Linked DNA regions of Mus musculus: regions 1, 2, 3 and 5 are each linked to region 4. The links are chromatin contacts, called in public ChIA-PET, Hi-C, HiChIP or PLAC-seq and promoter capture Hi-C maps. All regions are on one chromosome and are shown on one strand. Each heading gives the region's core, a stretch centred on a gene start, on an enhancer-like site or on the middle of the called end of the contact. The rest is flanking DNA. Distances are from core to core; before and after follow the strand shown. Region 1 has its middle 22 kb from the start of Tspan17. Region 2 holds the start of Faf2 (Fas associated factor family member 2). Region 3 holds the start of Gprin1 (G protein-regulated inducer of neurite outgrowth 1). Region 4 holds the start of Zfp346 (zinc finger protein 346). Region 5 holds the start of B4galt7 (xylosylprotein beta1,4-galactosyltransferase, polypeptide 7 (galactosyltransferase I)).

Region 1 (2,700 bases), core at 141-2,640, 290 kb before region 4:
AGATGCTCAGGGATAACTCTATAGCTTTTGGATTACAGATCTTAGTGGATTTTGATCTAGGAAAAGCATTCATTAAAGTTTGAGTTATGATTTTTCTTTGCTTTTATTTTATTTAGAGATTTATTTATTTATTATTATGTGTACAGCATTCTGCTTGCACGTATGACTGCACGCCAGAAGAGGGCAACAGATTTCATTAGAGATGGCTATGAGTCACCCTATGGTTGCTGGGAATTGAACTTAGGACCTCTGGAAGTGCAGCCAGTGGTCTTAACTTCTGAGCTATCTCTCCAGCCCCCAAGTTATGATTTTGAGAGATAATAATTTCTTAGCAATCAAAAAACAAAAAAGAATACTTGATAAAAGCCATCTAAGAGTCACGTAGAAGAGAGAGCTCGTAAAAGGCAGCTGAAAGACATCTAGAACATAACTTTCTTCTTCTCCGTCTCCTCCTCCTCCTCCTCCTCCTTTCTTCTTCTTCTTCTTCTTCTTCTTCTTCTTCTTCTTCTTCTTCTTCTTCTTCTTCTTCTTCTTCTTCTTCTTCTTCTTCTTCTTCTTCTTCTTCTTCTTCTTCTCCTTCTCCTCCTCCTCCTCCTCCTCCTTCTCCTCCTCCTCCTCCTCCTCCTCCTCCTCCTCCTCCTTCTTCTCACTATGTAGCCCTCACTGTCCTGAAACTCACTTTGTAGACCAGGCTAGTTTCAGACTCACAGAGATCCACCTGCCTCTGCCTCTCAAATGTTGGGTTTAAGGTGTGCACCATTATGCCTGTCTCACCTTTATTCTTAACATTGGGATGTTAGGAGACAGATGCAGATGCAGATACTAACCCTTCGTGCTTCGTTGCCAAAGCAATAACACAAGAAAATAAATAAGGTGTATGAAGGTTAGCAGGGAAGAGATGAGGGTAGGAACTATCTTTCCTCTCATTTCCAACTGAGCCAATACTTAACGCTTATTCAGTTGAGTAAAAATTCAGCAGGTCCCTAAAGAACATTCTAAACAGCTCAAGGAGACCCTTTAATACCAAGTGCCTGAGAAAGTTCATGTATTGGGCAAGTTCAAATGGCATTGCCAGAATGATAGGTGACCAGAAGGGAATGGGATGCCAGGAAAGACTTAGGTTTCAAAGGAATTGGTGTTGATCCCTCAGGCAGACGATATGTTCAGGTCAGTGGAATCTCTGTGGTGAGGGGAAGAAGACATCTGGCTTCCAGATGGAGAACACGGAGCTGGGGGCAAACTAGAAAACCTGTTCTAGCCAGGAGGAGCTGCAGTAATTAGAATTCCGGAGAATCTCTACTCGTTTCCCTGAGTCATATGGACTCAGAACAGCCTACTGCTTTCTACAGGGCTCAAAAATAGAGTCAATTTCCTGTCTCATCCGTTTCCTGCCAGGCTTGGATTCTTGTGGTACCTGTGATGTGCTCAGGAGAGTATCAGTAGCTCACGGGTGGCTGAGTGTCAGGTATCTGCTGCTTCTGCCTGGTCCTCGAATCTTCCTCACCATCTGGGTATTCCTGTGTGGATCCCACCCATGTCCTCTCAGGGGCAGGGTCACAGAACCCATGCGTGGGACAGCATGCTCCAGCTTCCTGGCTGTGGAGAGTGGACAAATGGCTGTTGCTCTCTGGTTTTGCTCGGAAACATATGCTCCTTCTTCAAGCTCCAGATCTGCCCACAACTGCTTTCCTGAGCATGGCCCTCTGCAGGAATGATGCAGAGAAACACAGGATCAGTAAATCATGGCCAACCCTGGGGACCATATTTGAGCCCTTAGATCTAGCCATATCTGATGGCAGAATCCCCCTCCCACCCTTGTTTTGTTTTTTGTTTTTGGATTCGGCCACTTGCAACCAAGAGTTTTGACTAGGGACTGGAGAGATGGCTCAGCCATTAAGAGCACTGGCTGCTCTTCCAGAGGATCTGGGTTTGATTCCCATAAGCCACATGGCAGCTCACAACTGTTCATAACCTTAATTACAGGAGCTCTGACACCCCCCACAACAGTACATATAAAATAGAGATAAATAGACAAACAAACAAACAAACAAACAAACAAACAAGTTTTGACTAAGGTCCAAGAAAATGGCTCAAAGCCTGAAGACCTGAGTTTGACTCCCAGAATCCATGTTGAAAGTTGTCCTCTGTTCTCTGCACACACTTTAGTGCACCCTCCCCCACCCAGAAAATACACACATAGATGGAAAAACTATAAATATAGAGAGTCTTGACTGACGAAATGGGAAAATAGGAGACGCTGAGGGTGAGGTTGAACACACCCTCTCATGAGAAGACAGGTGCAGACAGAGTTTCTGAGTGGGTTTGAAGCTGGCAGCCTCTTCTCTGTACCTGGGGAACGGAGGTATGCCTAAGACTCAGACTAAATGCACCCATGTTAAGTCCATACTTCAATGCATTTTATAGATGCTTTTGTTCTCCGGGAGACTTCTACCGCAATCAGGCTGGAGACCATCTCAGCACCCTAAGGTGCCCTGGGACTGCTCAGCAGCTCTGCTCTTCCTCACTTGCCACAGGCCATCAAGCTGCTTTCTGCCACTGTGGGCTGATTCTGTCTTCTTTCTTTCTTTCCTCCTTTCTTTCTTTCTTTCTTTCTTTCTTTCTTTCTTTCTTTCTTTCTTTCTTTCTCTTTCTTTCTTTCTTTCTTTCCTTCTTTCTTTCTTTCTTTCCTTCTTCCTCCTT
Region 2 (2,700 bases), core at 82-2,581, 480 kb before region 4:
TCTCCAGTGCTAGAATTTTGTTTTGTTTTTGAGACTGGGTTTCCCCTGTGTAGCCCTGGCTGTTCTGGAACTTGATTTGTAGACCAGGCTGACCTGGAACTCAGGGATCCACCTGCCTCTACCAACTGAGTACTGGGATTAAAGGTATGTGCTGCCATGCCCTGCTATATACAGACTTTTTTTTTTTTTTTTGTCCACTCATCTACTGGTAGACACTTAGGCTGAGTCTATGATTTATTGTGCATATCAGTAAGTATGTGAATTACAGGTATGTCTATAGTAAACTGACTTTGACTCTTGGAAGTGTGCACCAGAACTGGTGTAGCTGGGTTGTATAACAGTTCTAACTAATTGTGAGGGGAGTCTTTATTCTGATTTCTGTAATGGATGAACTAATAATTTAGTTTCCCATCAGCAGAACATCACTTCTCCCTAGTATGGCTGCTATTAAAAAATTGCTCGTGTGGCTCACGTTTTTATTGGACAATATTAGGCTAAGAAGGGCCTAAAGGTTAGGAATAAAATGCACTCGGGGTGTGTGTGTGTGTGTGTGTGTGTGTGTGTGTTGTTCCTTTGATTGTTGTCGTTTTGACACACGGTCTCATTATGTAGTGCAGGTTGCTCTTGAGTTCAAGATCTTCAAGTCTTGGCCACCGCAGTGTGCCCAGGAAAAGGCAAAGGAGGAATGGGCAGGCTTTAAGTCAATCGCGTTCAACCAAAAGTAACAGAGTCTAGGTGGCTTGCTCCAGGATACCCTTCGTATGCAAGGAATCATACACACTTAAAGTCAAGTTTCCTTGACTCAGACCAACTATCTTATCTTTGGTCTGTCAAAGGGATGAAGGGCGAGTGGCCTGGGCATGAGGTTGGACGAGGTACAGAGCTGAGTGTCTGGGAAGCACCATTAACCTGGTTACAGACACTCCTAGCAAGAGACAACAAAGCCTCACCACTGTTTCCCCTAATAAGGCAGACCAACTTTATGAAAGGATTAAGTATCAAACTGGCGCTATTTCGTGAAAGCAATCGTTTCCTGAGAAATCTTCAAGAATATCGTAGATAATTTAAAAAAACGGTTAAGGAGCAGCCAAATTGCGGGACTCTCTCGAGCTCCTGGAGGTACACTGACCCTCTGGGGTCTGTCATCTTTTCATCAATTTTAGATCTTTGGGAGATAGATCGGCAGGGTCCTGAATTGTTCGGCCTAGACACGCGAACGTCGCCCTCTGGTGGCGAGATTCGGAAGGGGGCGGGGAGGGTGCCCGCGAGTTAGCGCGCGCAGACGCAGTTGAGTCCCGGCGGCGGTTCAGGCCGGAAGTGGTTACACCTGAGATCACTTCCGGCGGGTGACGGTGCGGACGGGTCAGGAGCGTAGAGGCGGCGGCAAAATGGCGGCGCCTGAGGAGCAGGATCTAACTCAGGAGCAGACCGAGAAGCTGCTGCAGTTTCAGGTAGCAGCGAGTTCTCGGTGCAGCCCAGGCCGCCGCGGGATGGGGAGTGGGACCCTAGAGGAGCGCAAAACCATCCTCAGGTTGGGGTTGGGACCAGTTTCAAACCCGCAGGCGGCCCCCTCCCCCCCAGACGCCAACTGCCCGGATTTCCCCGGCGCCCAACCTCTGTGGGTCCTCAGCCTTCCAGCCACCTCTGCTAGCCGGGCTCGACCACAGTGGGTCAGCTGCCTTGATTTCCCGTAGCGTCGCTGGTCTGCAATCCTTGCCGGCCTGATTAACCCGCCAGACCCTCTCCGCCCATCGATTGGTGGGGATGTGCTAGAGATAACTCAGATCCCCAATCGCAGAGTTGGCATCAGCTTGCAGGGCTGGACCGCAGACCACCACCATCCCATGTTATTCACCGACGCTTGCTGGGGGTCTCTCGGTGGTCCCTAGGGCTCGTGTTGGGTGGTTGTAGTGGGGAAAAGAAGCGCCCACACACAGACCTGGCACCTGCCCTAGAAATGTGGGAGGACGCCTCTGGAGGAAACAATGTAACATGAAGTATCATCGAAGGCCTCTGACTGGATTTGTTGCCCTTCGGCTTGCTCCTGAACGGCTGACTCTGCTTGAGGAGGGTGGCAACCTGCAGGACCCGCCCCATTAAGTGGATGTTTCTGGTTTTGTTTTGTTTTGTTTTAAAAAAAAAAAGGCTCTAAGCACTTTAATCAGGTGGAGGGTCTGGTGGGAGGATGCCACCCGGGTGGTGGTAACCATGGCATTAGCCGTATCCTTAGTTCTTACATATAACTTCAAAATGTCTATTCCCTTGCGGATGTTTTAGGAGGTAAACTGAGTTTATGGGTGTTACACGGTATTTAGAAGACTTTGGGGCCGGGCAGTGGTGGCGCACGCCTTTAATCCCAGTACTCGGGAGGCAGAGGCAGGGGGATTTCTGAGTTCGAGGCCAGCCTGGTCTACAGAGTGAGTTCCAGGACAGCCAGGGCTACACAGAGAAACCCTGTCTCGAAAAAACAAAAAACAAAAAAAAAAAAAACAAAAAAAAAAAAAGAAGAAGAAGACAACTTTGTAAACTGTAAAATGTGCCTAAACAGTTGTTACTATTAATAATCATTTTCCAGATAAATTGAAGTCAATAGAACTCATTTTCTAATAGGAAATGTGCTAAATATTGATTTTTTTTAGCACTTTTTATGCTAAGCCTTAATGCCAGACACCGCCCACTAAATATTTGTGATGTCGTGAG
Region 3 (2,700 bases), core at 90-2,589, 360 kb before region 4:
CCTCTAGGATTTCTTCCCAGTCTGGAGTCATCTCTACACCCCCAGCCAGGGCCAGAGCTGCTAGGCACCTGCAAACATCTCCTGCTATGGTAACAAGACTGACAAAGGCTTGTGTACATTTGTGAGTGTGACTGAAAAAAATCCCAGTCTTCTGCCACTTGTCCTGTCATCTCCTAGTGTCCCCCCACCCCACGGCGACCCCCCCCCCCGCCCGGCAGCTGCTGCAGGTGAAGGAGTCTGTAACAAAAGGCCTTCTTTGAGAAACACTCCCCAGGCCATCTGTCCATGTGTTCATCCACCAAGCCACAGAAGGGCAAGGATGGATGCTCAAAGGTGTGCGGACTTGTGCTAGTGCCAGTTGAAAAAGAGCAGCAGGCTAAGAGACAATGCAAGGGTGTGCACAGGGTCACAGCCTGCTCCAGGGTGGAGGGTACAGGAGGGGCGTAAGCACGAGCCGGAGCAGTGAGGTTGGATGTCGGTTAGAGTATTGCTGACTTGGATCCAGGATTGATGCTCTGAGTGCGTAGCCTCACCTGGGTTGCACTAGGTGGGTTGCACAGGTGGCCGGATGTGTGAATCTGATGGAATGACCAAAGCCCGTGTGTGTGTGTGTGTGTGTGTGTGTGTGTGTGTGTGTGTGTGTGTGTTCGCGTGTGTATGTGTGTATACCTTTGGCATCGTCCAAAAATGAGGTTCCCAAGCATGAACGCGGTGTGTGACCACGTCCAGGACTGTGTGCCACACTGGGTGTGTGACGGGGTGGGATGAATCAATGAGAGCGGCCCCTCCCCCCGGTGGCGGGAATCGCCCCCTCCCGCACCGCGGTGCGGAACAAAGCGGCGGGCAGCGGAGCTGGACGCGGGGCGGCCTCTGCCCACACCACAGGCCGGGGCCGTTCACCGGGGCCCCGCCCCACCGCGCCCCGCCCCGCCGCCCCCGCCCCGCAGCCCGAGCCCGATGCCCGGCGCGGCCCAGGACCCTGGACAGCGGCCCCGGTCCGCGCGCCCTACGGCCCAACGCGCGCCCGCAGCTTACCCGCGCCGGCTCCTCGTAGCTCCGGCTCGCGCCGCGCAGACCACCCCGGTGCTCCTCGGCCGCGCTGGCGGGCGGACCCGACTCCGCGCCGTCCCTGGTCGGCTGGGCGCCCCGCCCCGGGCATGCGCGCTGGGTGCACTCGGGAGCCGGGAGGGGGCGCCGCGGGGGCGCGCGAGGGCCGGCAGACGCCGCCCGGCCCTGGGGACCGCGCGCCCGCCTGGTGCTCAGCTGGGAGCACCGCGGGCGCACGGGCGGCGGCCGCACCGAAACCCCGGTCTTCCCGATTTGCCTGCTGCCTCAGCGAGGAAATTTCCCGCGTCCCTCTCGGCCGCACTTCCGGCCTCTGCCCCCTCCGCCCCGCCCCCGGCCCTTTGTCTCGCTGCTGCCCACGCTCCGGCGAGTGGCGGCCCTGGGCTGGGAGGCGCTCGGCGTCCTCCCTGCAGCAGCCTCCCCGACGGGGAGTCCGCCCACCCTCTCTGGTCTGGGTATGCCCGGTCTCCTCCTCCTGGATACTCTCCAACAAGTCACCTCGCCTCTTTGAGCCTCAGTTTTTACGTCTGTAACTAGTATTAAATCGCCTCATAGCGATCTTAAAAAAGAAAGTGCTTGAAAGAAGGTGTTTAGGAGTCCACTTGAGTGAACCGCTGAAGGCGTGAGGACTCGCTGCCTGTTTCTCTCTACATTTGAGCAGAGGAGTGGGACCCTGTCCTTGGACTTCTCAGATGCGAACTCTGTGATATCTTGGAAGTGGTAAAAAGATCCCTGTGCCTGAACTGTGAAGCCACTTGCTAGATTACTAATGCAAATGAAAATCTTAGACAGGGACACAGAGCTAAAATTTGACTTTTAGGTGTCAATGGCTTCCATGTCCAATCAGGCCAAGTGAATAGTCTGCGCACTTTTTTTTTTTTTCAAATATGGCTAAGTTTCTTGTTTGTGGTCACACCATTCCTTAGTAGGTCGAATTGGGGTTGCAAATTTATACAGGCCACTTTCTGAAGCCCCACACTTGGGCTTATGTTTTAGTAACCATTGCTTATCTGTTTACCTTACCTTAATAACAGTAAGAAAATCTAGATGGCAAGTGAACATTTAAAATCCACAGGAAAAGCCAGGAGTAGCGACACTGCCTGTAATCCCAGCACTCAGGTGTCTAGAGCAGGTCGGTAATCCTGAGTTCTGAGCCAGCCTGATCTATATAGTGAGTACTTGATCAGCTTGGACAAGACTGATATAATAAAACTAGCAAGACTTTGTTTCCAAAAAAAATCTCAAAACAATGGAATTTATGTCGGAGAGCACGGACCCGTTTTCAGGACCACGGACAGCGCACAGAAGAGTCGCTCTCCTATTTTCTTGGTGCTGAAAATGGTTTTTCCACTGCCCAAGAGGGTACTTAGCTTCAGAATTTACAAACCCTGGTCCACATTCATCATTTCACCTATTGCCAGATGCCCCCTCAAGGTGAGTATTATTGGCTTTCTGGCAAGCAGGAAGGAACCGAGGCTTGGGAGGTCCATGAGACACACAAAAGTGGCAAGAACCAGCTTTGATTTTCAGCAGTCTCACCAGAGGCAGAATGACTCTGGAGCAGAACCAAGTATATTGCGAAGTCTGTGGCAGTGGTTCAGGTGAGGACTGGTTATAAATGAAGCCGCAAGCCTT
Region 4 (2,700 bases), core at 144-2,643:
AGGTCCTGTCTCAAAAATATAACAACAAATAATAATAACAATAACAGTAATAATAATAATAAAACTAATATTACAGCAATATAAGACCAGCAGTGCCCTATTTTACCTCATTATCATGTAAAACAGTGTTTTGTTTTGTTTCCTACCGTGTAAAATGGACCAAGATTCCATTTTACAAGCAGCCTGTGTCTCCACCTTGAGGGTAGAAGTAAACTGTATTCCTCAGTGGACCCAAACTCCTATTTGCTCGGCACCACTCATCGGCAGAGATTGATAAACGACTTATTCCTGAGAACAGAGGATGCTACCTCATAAACTTATTGGGAATGAACTGAGAACAAGCCCAAGAACTTATCAGATACTGCAGACCAAGGAGAAGCTCTAACTCTCTCATCCAGACCCCATAAAGTGAAGATGGCTCCCAACACTAGCCTCAAATACATCATGACAATCCTCCTGCCTCAGCCTCCAGAGTGATATAATTACAGGCAGGCACCACATCCAACCTTATTATTGTCTGGGTTTTTGTTTGTTTTGTGGGTGTGTTTTGTTTCGTTGAGAGATGATCTATTATTGGAGCAGAGGTTTGTCTTGAACTCCTGGTCGTCTTGCGTCCTCCAGAGTACTTTGACCACAGCCTTAACTATCTTTTTCTCGAACAATGTCTTTTTTTTCTCAAATGTGCATTTCTCTAACCTTAGTCTCCCAAATTTTGGAATAGCAAGTATGAGCCACCGTGCTCAGCCATTAGTAAGTGCTTCTTAGACAGGGTCTCAGGTAGCCCAGGCTGGCCTCAAGCTCCTAATCTTATATCCTCCACCTCCTGTGTATTGAGATGAAGAGCTGTACCATTATGTCTGCTTTAATAAGCTAAGTAAAACATTTCTAGAATCTGGGTCTTAGGTTCTCTTCCAAAGAAATGGGAGAAATTGCCGGGCATGGTGGTGCATGCCTTTGATCCCAGCACTCGGGAGGCAGAGGCAGGAGGATTTCTGAGTTCGAGGCCAGCCTGGTCTTCAGAGTGAGTTCCAGGACAGCCAGGGCTACACAGAGAAACCCTGTCTCGAAAAACCAAAAAGAAAAAAGAAAAGAAATGGGAGATAATTTTCCACATATAGAAAAAGGAAATGACAAGTGTCCGTCAGTGGCTCACCTTGAGCAAAACTGAGAGCCCTGAGCTAAGAAGTGATCAACATGAACCGTTTTTTTCCAATTCACTGGACTCCTAAGGCGCCAGAGGAACCAAAACAAAATGAGCCTCTGGGCCCCGCCTCCTCTGGGCCCCGCCCCCTCAGGGCCCCGCCCCAGCGGGACTCTGCAGAGCCCAAACTTCGCGAGAGTTGCTGGCCGGGTCAAATCCCCGCCCACCCACTGCTCGTGGTAGCAGGCCGCATGCGCAGCTTCTTAACGGCGCGTCTTGCCGGAAAGATGGAGTGTCCTGCGCCCGATGCTACGGATGCTGCGGACCCTGGAGAAGCCGGACCGTACAAGGGCTCCGAGGAGCCGGAGGGTCGGGAACCGGACGGAGTGCGCTTTGACCGCGAGAGGGCGCGTCGCCTGTGGGAAGCTGTGTCCGGTGCGCAGCCGGCGGGGAGGGAGGAAGGTGAGTCGGGGGCTCCGGGGTTGGCGGCTGGACCGAGGCGGGATGGGATGGCCCTGCCTCCTGTCACTCCCCTGGCGCCCGCCAGCCTCTGCACGACGTTCCGGAGCTGCGAGCTCGCTCTCGCGAAGGGTGCTGGACCTAGTAACTCGTTACCCTGCGGAATTTGTCCGTCCTCCTTTCCAGGGCGTTCACTTGCGAACAGTTTCCCCCCATTCTAGGTCTTGTCCTCTTAGACAGCGACAGGACTTTCCCAGCCTGACTCGTAGGCGAGCCAGCCCCCGTCCCTGTCTGTCTTTAATTCCACAACTCCACATTGCTTCTCTTTCCTCTCAAAGCCCTATGGTTCTGACAGATCCGAATAGCTTTATTTAATTTACTTCATTATTATTACATTTATTTTGCGACGCCTCTCACTGTTCCAACTCGTGGTGGACCTCCTGCCCTCATCCTTCCTAGTGAGAGGGAGGACCAACGTGAGCTCTGGAAGGTCTTCTTGAATCCCAGCTCCTGGGCTTGATGACTGCGTCCTGGTTTGCCATGTTTCTTCCTTGGTAGACTTGGCTGGCCTTGAACTTGCATGGGTCTCCCTGCCTCAGTGTGGGCATCGCTGGCTTGCACCACTATGTCCTTCAAAACCGTATTTCTGTGTCTGTTGCCAACAGCTTTTTCCACTGAGGAGGCCCAGGAGGCGGGGAAGCTTAGGTATTCATCTTGCCTCTGACTGCTTCATCTCACACTCGATGCAGAGTTGTGGAGAACAGTGTATACTCACTCAGGGTGCACTTCTGGGCAGAACCTTACCAGATGGCTCTGTTTGAACCAAAACTGGGTGGGTAACAAGGATACTAGAGGAGTGCAGGGCGAGCTGGCCTCTTTCTCTTTTCAGAGTCCCTTCCCGAGCTAGCTACTTAATACTAACCCAAATGTACAAGAACTGTTATCTGGGTTTCTGTGCTAACCTATCAGGTCCCTGCAGAGAAGTCTTTCCCTGGTTATTTTGCTTGCTGAGCAGACTAATCTTGGGAAGTTTAATGTGTTTGTGAACTGCTTGCCCTGGATAAAATTGGGATTTTTTTTTTTTTTTACCATATTAAAGG
Region 5 (2,812 bases), core at 170-2,669, 490 kb after region 4:
AATTTGGGTTTTTATGTAAAATTTAGTTTCTTGAGTTTGAGGTCTAACACTAGAGCAACAGGTCACCTGACTGTCTTATCGCCTGATGGCCCTGCCTAACTGGTCTCTGCAGGAGGTCAATCCTGCCTTTAAGATCTGCCACATCAGGCTGGAGAGATGACTCAGTGGTTAAGAGCACTGACTGATCTTCCAGAGGTCCTGAGTTCAATTCCCAGCAACCACATGGTGTCTCACAACCGTCTGTAATGGGCATCCGATGCCTTCTGATGTGTCTGAAGAGAGTGACAGTGTACTCACATATATAAAATAAATCTTAAAAGAAAATTAAAAAAAAAAAAAAGGTCTGCCCCATCTATGGTTGACTTGGTAAGTTTCTGGTGTGGGATGCAGAGCCCTAGGTGAGCCACAGAGCAAATCATTGAGTTGTGTTTGTTAGGGTTTAAGAGGGGAAAGAAAGTTAAGAACAATTAACTTAACCAATAGTGAAGATCTACCTTGAAACAATGCACTTGAAATTGGAGATCATGGATTGTGGCTGGAAAGATTGTGCACACAAACCAATGACCTGCCTGTGCCTTGGTCCTTTCATCTTCACAATGGAAATAATACCTATTCATAAAGACTGAATAAAAGCACAGCCATAAAGAACTTAGAACAGGAGCTGGAGAGATGGCTCGATGCTCTTCCAGAGGTCCTGAGTTCAAATCTCAGCAACCACATGGTGGCTCACGGGCTGACAACCATCCGTAATGAGATCTGATGCCCTCTCCTGGACTGTCTGAAGTCAGCTACAGTGTACTTACATATAATAACTAAATCTTAAAAAAAAATGAGTAGCACAAAGTAAAACTTAATAAATGTTAGGTACTTATTAGAATATTAAATTTTGCCTGAAAGAACAGACATGAAGTCTAGTAACTGCCTCTCTTTTCCCAGGTGGGGAAGAGGGGAAGAGAGTAGATAAATTCACACAGGCAAAGAGGCGGCTCAGTCTCCTATTCATTCCTTAGGTTCTCAAATCGGACGACAGCATTTATATAGTGTGACTGTGCCAAGCACTGCACCAAATGGGTTTTCGTTTCCTACAATGACCACACAGAATACGAACAATTTATATAACCCAAGTGATGAAACCGTCACAGAGAAATCGACTCGCCTCAGCGTTGTTAAATTATCAGAGCAGTGTTTGAAGCACAATCAGTCTTCCGAGATCAGCTCCGAATTCTGAACTGGATCTTATGCTCCAAGAGTACGTGCTTTCTCTGCTGGGCTGACCGTAGGAATGCTGCGATGATACCAGCCTTCACTTGGGGGAAAAAGGAGGAAGATGTACCTTATCCCAGACGTTCTGTTATGCAGTACACGTCTAGTTCCAGCTAGTCTCTAGCTTGTTTGGTCGCCTTTGACTTGGGTGATGGGAGGGAACTCCCTTTCTTGTGACATCCAGTGGGCCCTTGTATGTAGTGAGAACCTAGCTAGGTCCCGCCATCGGTTCTCCAGACAGCAGAACCTTATAAGCTGTGGCTCTGAGGTGCAGCCGGCCCAACCGGAGGGACGGACTCGGCGGACCGGGGGGCGGGGCGGGGGCGGAGACGCCGCGTAGGCTGGGCAGGCCGGGCAGCGGGGCTTTGAGCCAGAGCCCCATGTCCTGCTGTGTCCCGCCACGATGTTGCCCTCCCGGAGGAAAGCGGCGCAGCTGCCCTGGGAGGATGGCAGGTGAGCGGCCGCAACGGGCAGGAGCCGCGTCCCCCTGGGTGCCATTCCTTTTCTCGACCTCCTGCAAATCTTAGCAGCCCTACGCTGTCGCATCTGGGTTTCTGGGGGTCACCCTGAGTGTTTGTGGTTCTCTGGGGGTGGGGGGAACGTCATTGGTATTGTCTGCACGGCTCTCTTTTCCTACTAGCTTCTATTCTGCGCGTCCCTGTGTCTGGGTCTCTGCCTTGCTCTCTCCATTGATCTTTTTGTTTGGACCGCGAACTAGTCCAGTGGCTCTCAACCTGTGGGTCGCGGCCCCCTTGGGTTGCATATATCAGACATTTATGTTACGATTCATAACAATAACAAAACCACAAATGTGGAATAACGACGACATTTATGGTTGGGGACCACCACAACCGTGAGGAGTTGTATAAAAGGGCTGCAGCAGTAGGAAGGCTGAGAACCACTCTTTCTCCTGTGCCTTTGTGTGTTTGTCTGTCTGTTTTCATGTAGCAGATGATTCTGTTCGTTTCTTACAGCGGATCTCTCTGTGTTGTGGCGCTGAAGGTCTTTATTTATTTATTTATTTATTTTCTGTCTGCCCCGTCATATCCATGTGACTTCAAATCCTATCCTTCGCCTTCATGCCCTCTCATACTTTGCGGTTGGCCGGGAAGATCACACCAGACAGAGCTTCCTGTGTTCTCTTCCTGGTTGGTTAGCCATTGCCTGTCTTATACTAGACACACCCAGTAGTTCATTTCCTGTGCTGCTGTACTTGTGTGGGGGTCTGCTTTAAGTGTTAGGTGTGAGTCTGGCTCATACCCGAGTTTAAGATATTTCTCACTGAAACAGAATGGCGGAGGTGATTTTCCTGCCTAGATTTATGGGGCATTACACTTTTAGGCTTGAAGCATCTTTTTGTTTGGACCTTGGGCTAGTCCAGTGGTTCTCAACCTGTGGGTCGCGCCCCCCCATGGGTTGCATACATCAGATATTTATATTATGATCCATAACAATAACAAAGTCACAGGTATGGAGGAACAATGTAATTTATGGTTGGGGGCCCCCATTTTCTTTCCCCCAACACGTTAGTGTATATTCACTTAATGAA

What was found. Promoter capture Hi-C pulls out the DNA fragments that hold promoters and counts their contacts. A called contact is a pair of places that touch in the nucleus more often than the background predicts. ChIA-PET counts read pairs in DNA pulled down with a chosen protein or histone mark. HiChIP or PLAC-seq counts read pairs in DNA pulled down with a chosen protein or histone mark.
Region 1: an H3K4me3 HiChIP or PLAC-seq map of forebrain shows a contact between it and region 4, with 6 times the contacts expected there. The contact joins the enhancer-like site here to the promoter of Zfp346 in region 4. A contact is called at or near these places in 6 of 39 promoter capture datasets (the 3T3-L1 cell line, the C10 cell line, the SN4741 cell line and 3 more), 1 of 484 Hi-C or Micro-C datasets (bone marrow-derived macrophages), 14 of 115 datasets of contacts at active chromatin or transcription factors (the 230-238 cell line, the NIH/3T3 cell line, bone marrow-derived macrophages and 9 more) and 4 of 9 other capture datasets (adipose tissue, liver, macrophages and 1 more).
Region 2: an RNA polymerase II ChIA-PET map of effector CD8 T cells shows a contact between it and region 4, with 8 read pairs. The contact joins the promoter of Faf2 here to the promoter of Zfp346 in region 4. A contact is called at or near these places in 9 of 39 promoter capture datasets (the C10 cell line, HPC-7-derived erythroid cells, cranial neural crest and 5 more), 2 of 484 Hi-C or Micro-C datasets (CD4 T cells and CD8 T cells), 2 of 115 datasets of contacts at active chromatin or transcription factors (effector CD8 T cells and thymic regulatory T cells) and 1 of 9 other capture datasets (pancreatic islet).
Region 3: a promoter capture Hi-C map of neural stem cells shows a contact between it and region 4. The contact joins the promoter of Gprin1 here to the promoter of Zfp346 in region 4. A contact is called at or near these places in 6 of 39 promoter capture datasets (the SN4741 cell line, cranial neural crest, embryonic stem cells and 3 more), 1 of 484 Hi-C or Micro-C datasets (embryonic stem cells), 14 of 115 datasets of contacts at active chromatin or transcription factors (embryonic basal ganglia, embryonic forebrain, embryonic hindbrain and 8 more) and 2 of 9 other capture datasets (adipose tissue and macrophages).
Region 5: a contact with region 4 is called in a Hi-C map of double positive thymocytes, with 5 times the contacts expected there. The contact joins the promoter of B4galt7 here to the promoter of Zfp346 in region 4. A contact is called at or near these places in 6 of 39 promoter capture datasets (the SN4741 cell line, erythroid cells, hematopoietic stem and progenitor cells and 2 more), 4 of 484 Hi-C or Micro-C datasets (double positive thymocytes, embryonic stem cells, erythroblasts and 1 more), 2 of 115 datasets of contacts at active chromatin or transcription factors (bone marrow-derived macrophages and memory CD8 T cells) and 1 of 9 other capture datasets (macrophages).

What each region holds. Positions count from the first base shown.
Region 1 is chr13:54,810,326-54,813,025 of GRCm38.p6, forward strand. No RefSeq gene overlaps it. Among named protein-coding and RNA genes, the nearest start is that of Tspan17, 22 kb to the left of the region's middle. Within about 2 kb of position 1,391, at least 11 of the 459 cell types and tissues checked have an H3K27ac peak or open chromatin away from gene starts, as enhancers often do.
Region 2 is chr13:54,620,453-54,623,152 of GRCm38.p6, forward strand. It overlaps Faf2 (Fas associated factor family member 2), which reads left to right and starts at 1,332. Exons shown (of 11, transcript NM_178397.3): 1 at 1,332-1,451. The coding sequence starts at 1,389.
Region 3 is chr13:54,748,535-54,751,234 of GRCm38.p6, forward strand. Gprin1 (G protein-regulated inducer of neurite outgrowth 1) reads right to left here and starts at 1,340. Exons shown (of 2, transcript NM_001316710.1): 1 at 1,036-1,340.
Region 4 is chr13:55,103,916-55,106,615 of GRCm38.p6, forward strand. Zfp346 (zinc finger protein 346) reads left to right here and starts at 1,394. Exons shown (of 7, transcript NM_012017.2): 1 at 1,394-1,603. The coding sequence starts at 1,429.
Region 5 is chr13:55,598,477-55,601,288 of GRCm38.p6, forward strand. It overlaps B4galt7 (xylosylprotein beta1,4-galactosyltransferase, polypeptide 7 (galactosyltransferase I)), which reads left to right and starts at 1,420. Exons shown (of 6, transcript NM_146045.2): 1 at 1,420-1,716. The coding sequence starts at 1,667.